Linked DNA regions of Capsicum annuum: region 1 is linked to region 2. The links are chromatin contacts, called in public Hi-C maps. All regions are on one chromosome and are shown on one strand. Each heading gives the region's core, a stretch centred on a gene start, on an enhancer-like site or on the middle of the called end of the contact. The rest is flanking DNA. Distances are from core to core; before and after follow the strand shown.

Region 1 (2,728 bases), core at 179-2,678, 220 kb before region 2:
ACTTTTTAATTAAATAAACTATAAGTTTTTTTTTAAAGAAAAATAACCCACTTTTGATTTAAAATTTATTTACAAGTTTTAAAAGTTACAAATTAGTCCACAAATCACCAACTTACAGAATTTAAACAAAAGCCCTTCCACAAAAATCTTTTACTCATTTTACAAAGGCATAATACATAAATATGACTCTAAACTTGACATCAAATTATAACTTTGACAGTGCACAAATATGACCTTTAACTATTCAAAACTGCACAAATATGACCTTCGATCCGGCGTGACAAAACGCGTGTTGTACACGCAAAATTGGGCGCGTCGGGCTAAAATTTTGAGCATTCCAACAGTTAAAAAAGGATGAAATGTCAGTCCTTTTAATGACGTGACACCGTGTGATTGGATTACCTTTCCACGTAGGCGCAAGTGAAACTCACGCATGGGGGTTGCAAAATTGAAGGTCATATTTGTTTAGGTTTTGAATAGTTAAAGGTCCTATTTGTGCACTATCAAAGTTTAAGATCGAAGTTATAATTTGGTATCAAGTTTAGGGTCATATTTATGTATTATGTCTTTTACAAATTAGTCCAAAACCTAATTTTCGTTAGACAGATCTATTATCGATTCGGCCGATATATGGACAGATCGATTATCGATCCAGCAGATCAATTATCGATCCGATCGATATATGTACAGATTGATTATCGATCCGACCGGTATATGGACAAATTGATTATTGATCCGATCGATATATAGACAGATTGATTATTAATCCAATCGATTACATATATATACACAAACCTTTTTCTTTTTGAAAAAAAATGGACTAAAATTAAAGGAGAGTAGAAAACTTACAAATTTAGGAGGAGACAAAACATTTAGGAATAAAATACTAGCTTTAAAAAGGAGAAAGTTGAAGAAACAATGAGTTTTAATAAGAATGGAGGAGAAAAAATTAGAGAGACAAAAAAAGTAATTTGAAATTGAAAAAATGAGTCAAGGTTTTATGTCTTGAGTATATTTGTAAATAGCTCCCATAATTTTTAATATGTTATTATTGTCTAATTCATCCATAAAGTTATTTTTTTAATTTTGTTTTAAAATGAAAAACCAAAGTAGGCAATTGGCCTATTAGCCAATTTTTCTCCCTCAAAATGGCTAGTTGTACACTTTCCCTGATATATCATTTCCAAGGAAAATTGTCCATTAACGAGAGTTTACAATAATTTTGAATTTTCTCTACTTGACAACGTACTCAAGATTTTTTTCAATTACAAAAAATACACTCGAATAACTTCATAACAACCTTGGCTAAACAACATAACATCTGGATCGCCACCAATGTCAAGAACAGACATCATGTGTGAGAGAAGGGCAGTATATTTAAAATTGAAGATTATAGTACGATCAACTTGTTCCGTAGAACAGCTCCCTCACCCCCGGCCAATGCAAACACATGGGACACACCTTAGCATTAATTGGAAAACACACCAAACACAACCTACAAGTCACTGAGTACATGAAATGATCAACCTGTGGTTATCTATACAATCCATCTCGGTAATTAGTACAAATGCAGTCACATACAAAACCAGCAGCAAGAAAAGCAAAACATATGCAGTAGAGATCTACATAGAATCAACACAATCATGTACAACTGCAGACTTGGAAGTATCAACCAAAACGGGGAGCTCAGAACTATGAACTAGATCCACAGTCTGCTGGTTTTCCTTCAGTGTTAACCTCGGTGGTAGCAGGGAGTTCTTCAGCTAAAGAAGCCCCAGACTGAAAAGGTTTCTTGAATTGCACCAAAATCATGGTCATGTTGTCACATCCCTCATCTCCAGCAGTAGAAGGTGCCAAACACCTATCAAGAACTCTTTCACATACTGCAGAAAGCTTGCTTTCCTACAAATCAAACTTTCTCAGTTAGTCTGTATTTTAGACTAGAGTGAGTATACACGAGCATTTTATCTTTGGTCTTCACATATAATGAAAGCCCTGGAAAATAGGAGAAAGCCAGATCAAACAATCATATCATCTCCGCGCACTCCAAAAAAACATAACTGGTTAGCACCCTATGATCTTTTTAGGAGAAGTAGTCTTACATATTCCTGCCAAATCTGTCAATTATTAAGTATGGTTGGTACCATTTCGATGTGTTTCATTTCTTTCGAACAACAGAGATTTGATGCTTAGAGCAAAATGAACAAAACATAAAGACATCTGAACTGAGACAAAAGCACATTGATCGACAAATTTATCAAGACAATGGGATGTCTGCTCACAACTCTGAAATGAAGATGCCACATGATCCAAATAAACTAGGGAATATTTAGCAGGTGTTGATCTTTGTTGCATCCAATAGTTCAGCACAGACATTAAAGTAATTTGTAATAGCTCACTGAATCAGGCGAACAATCAAAAACCAGAATAAGTCTACTAGCAACGAAATTAAGGTTATGAGCAAGCAGACACCAGGAGCCCAATAAGGCAAATGAGCCTTCCTTATACATTCCAAGGATAATGATGATTCCATTTTTTTTTCCAAGAAGTAATAAGAAAATTCATTGCTGGCATCACAAAGATGCATAATAGTAACAAGTTAGGAAGATAACAAAACTTTGTTGGCTCAATTACAAAAAAGACTAAACTAGTATCACCGAGCTAACATTTTTTAATTACTAGGTAAATCACTAGAAACCCACTGAGCTCCATTAGTTGAGCGATAAAA
Region 2 (3,089 bases), core at 188-2,687:
TGTAGCGGTACCTTAAACAATTGGAATATCGTCGAACTCACTTAATGGATTGACTGATCACACAGAGTATTTATAAAGACAAGAAGAGAGTTTATTGCAGGAAAATTCACTTAAATGGTGTGATGTTTCTGGAAATTCATGTCTGTATACCCAAAGAACGTGTCCTTCTCCAAACAGACATACCAGTTCACAAAATAGTACACATCAGTTCGTTGAACAGACATATCATTTCATTGAACAATTGCATCAGTTTGAAGCAGTGTATCATTTCAAAAAATACTGTTTCGAAATCTGTATGCATGTATAAATGGAGGATTACTGGTGCGTTTTCCTTTTGGCATTCAGATTAAATTTACGTGAAATAAACTTTGTCCAAAAAGATAGATCTTATCGATCAATCAAAGCCAAAACCGAGCGAGCGACAACGACAGCGCGAGGCATCTCTTATTTCTTGCCTCACTTAGCATGTGGAGTAAGTGCTTTCTATTAAAAACACTCCATAGTTCCCTTCTCCCACCAATGTGGGAGAATTAGTGAACTTTCCAATTTTGGGAGTACACCTTCTAAATTGGTGTCTCCTTTCTTCCACCATTTTCTCTCCATCTTTCATTCACACCTTTTTCATACATATTGAACCCCAACAATTAATACACTGAAGTTCTCGGAGTTTCTGCAGCACTGTATTTTTGTTCTTGTTATAGCATTGGCAAATCTCAGAATGCTTTAGTGCTCTTTGAGTAGTTTCCTTCAACCATGTTTTTGTTTAGATGTTTCTTGGTTGATGACTAGGAGGCAGAAGTCTGGTGTGCTTGGAAGGTGGAAGTTTTTAGGTCTTTATTATTGAATATAGATGATTACTTCATAGGTAAAACCAGCTAGTCACAGTGATATCTTTGCCTGCTGCTTTTCAGTTCTTTTAAGAACATCATGGCTGGCATAAATGGACCGGACTAGCTAGGTTGCTTCATTCAGCTCTCCCATCTGTGTCAGATAGTTTTGTTACTTCATCAGTTCGTCTTTGGAACAACATTGTGTGAGCCGTGAGGCATGTTGAAATCAGTTGTCCATTCGTAATGTATTTATCTGGTTTACAAGAGGTGTGTTGGCTTTTTGCAGGACAGTTCCAATACATTAAAGGTTGAAGCGTATATTTGGGCTGACCAGAATGACCCGAATTTGTACGGGGAATGGGACTTTGAGGTAATCTGAGATCTTGTATCAGTTGCTTCTTTTCTTAACTGGGATCCTATAAAAGCTAGTCCTCGTACTCACATATGAAAATGCCTTAAGGAATGGGAACGATTGCACAAGCAAAGCTTCTTGAAAATGACAAGGGAGTTTCTGGAAGAACTGGAGCATCCTGACCAAAGTGGCAGCATATAATCCTACTATAGGCAGGCACGATTTGATGTTCTTCATGACATTGAGTGGCCACGCATCACCCTTCCCCCCAATCCAAAAAAGTAAAGAATTAAGCTCAGCAACATGGATTTCAGTTTGGACTGCTTAAGGTACTGTGTCTATTGCTTCTGTTGTTTTATAACGAGTGATTTACTTTGCCCTTTTTCCTTGTGGGGCAGGAAGTAATAGCCATTATACTTGTGAAAACTTCATATATGAGTGTGCTTAAAAATTTGTAAAAAATTGGTGTTATCTATGCCTGTACACAGTCTATAATAAACGTGTGACTCATCACACTGAGCATATCTTTTCTTCTAGTTCTTGAAATTTCAAATTTGTCATTTTCTTTCTTTTCGTTGGTTCATGTTATATGTACCACAATTTTATCAGCATACATTCCGCATCTTTTAGCATGTAGAGACGGGAAAAAGTCCAAATTTGCAGAGACAGGATCCATGTTTTCATCAGTTGTAATTGCGGATGTATGTAAGCTTAAATTCGGCCATGACAACATATGCTGTAGGCAAACTAGTCTGTGTATGCCAAATTGGTTAAGAGTGGCATATATATTTATGCATCGAGTCTTGACAAGAGTGGAATCATAATTATGCATCTGAGTATTGTAAAGAGTGTTTGCTCCACACCTTGCATTCGTGGTCGATACGTTGATTTCTATCCATAATTCTTTGTTCCATTACGTTGCTTTTGCTACCTCAAAATTGTTCCAAATCCCTAAACCTCAAGTGATTGGAAGGGGGATCAAGGTCTTTGCTTAACAATCAAGTTGCAACCTTTTTAAACATATAAAAGAGAATACTTTGTATTACATCTTCCAAACAAGCAGTTCTGATTAAAACATCACACAAAAAGTTAAATAGAAATTTATCACCAATATTGCATTTTACTGAAGATATAGTGGGAAATTCATATTATATATGTGATGGTCCAGAACACTAAGTTTAACATAGTCAAACTTTCATTGCTAAAAACGAATGAGTAATCTTGAAAATCTAGTCCTGAAAATCTAACAAGTAATGCAGAATTTAGTTCTGCTTGGGAGGGTTGCGACGACGAATTTTTAGATAGCCGAACCTTCCAGCGCCAGGAGATGAACCCTCAAAAAGAATAGGCAAGTATCCTGTTGCAGATTTATACCTGCGCTGTATCTGCACATCCAAAATATTGAAAAAAAATGTCTCATTATTCTGCTAAATCTATATCATACCATCAATAAAATGGTTCCAAAAATATACAGAGTAAAAGCTCATAGTATGAAAATTTATAGAAGGCCTAATAAAGGAGCAAAACATGAAAGTTGTGTTCCTTTTCTGAATTAGGTGAAACAGAAATGGTGATCCAAAATATGAAATAACTTTTGAGTGGACATTCAAATATAAGGAGAAAAGTAGCCGTTAAAAGGGAGGGACATTACCTCGAGAATTTGTTCACTACTCTTAAGCGAATTCCTGCCAATTACACAAACAGTTCCACCAGATCCTCCGCCTGTAATTTTTGCACCATACAATGTCCCTTCTCCAGATTTTGATGCCTTACTGTGCTGCATTTCTTGAACTAGTTGGACGAGCCTATTTGTTCCATCCGAACCTAGTCCACAATCACTGTAACTGTAGTGGCACTGCAAATAAAGTGCAATAGAAAGAAATAAATTTACAATGGACATGTTAGAT

The links. A called contact is a pair of places that touch in the nucleus more often than the background predicts.
Region 1: a contact with region 2 is called in a Hi-C map of leaf, with 2.3 times the contacts expected there. The contact joins two enhancer-like sites. A contact is called at or near these places in 2 of 5 Hi-C or Micro-C datasets (leaf and pericarp).

The regions. Positions count from the first base shown.
Region 1 is chr1:36,394,376-36,397,103 of UCD10Xv1.1, reverse strand. It overlaps LOC107871708 (probable protein phosphatase 2C 60), which reads right to left. Exons shown (of 11, transcript XM_016718611.2): 11 at 1,492-1,902. The coding sequence ends at 1,693. Among protein-coding and RNA genes, the nearest start is that of LOC107871708, 17 kb to the right of the region's middle. Within about 2 kb of position 1,428, at least 2 of the 5 cell types and tissues checked have an H3K27ac peak or open chromatin away from gene starts, as enhancers often do. A contact at or near this core is called in leaf, where this site is marked.
Region 2 is chr1:36,171,694-36,174,782 of UCD10Xv1.1, reverse strand. LOC107871848 (L-arabinokinase) reads right to left here. Exons shown (of 28, transcript XM_016718720.2): 27 at 2,834-3,037; 28 at 2,315-2,567. The coding sequence ends at 2,445. LOC107871861 (AIG2-like protein D) reads left to right here. Exons shown (of 5, transcript XM_016718731.2): 4 at 1,117-1,200; 5 at 1,291-1,718. The coding sequence ends at 1,383. Among protein-coding and RNA genes, the nearest start is that of LOC107871861, 9.1 kb to the left of the region's middle. Within about 2 kb of position 1,437, at least 3 of the 5 cell types and tissues checked have an H3K27ac peak or open chromatin away from gene starts, as enhancers often do. A contact at or near this core is called in leaf, where this site is marked.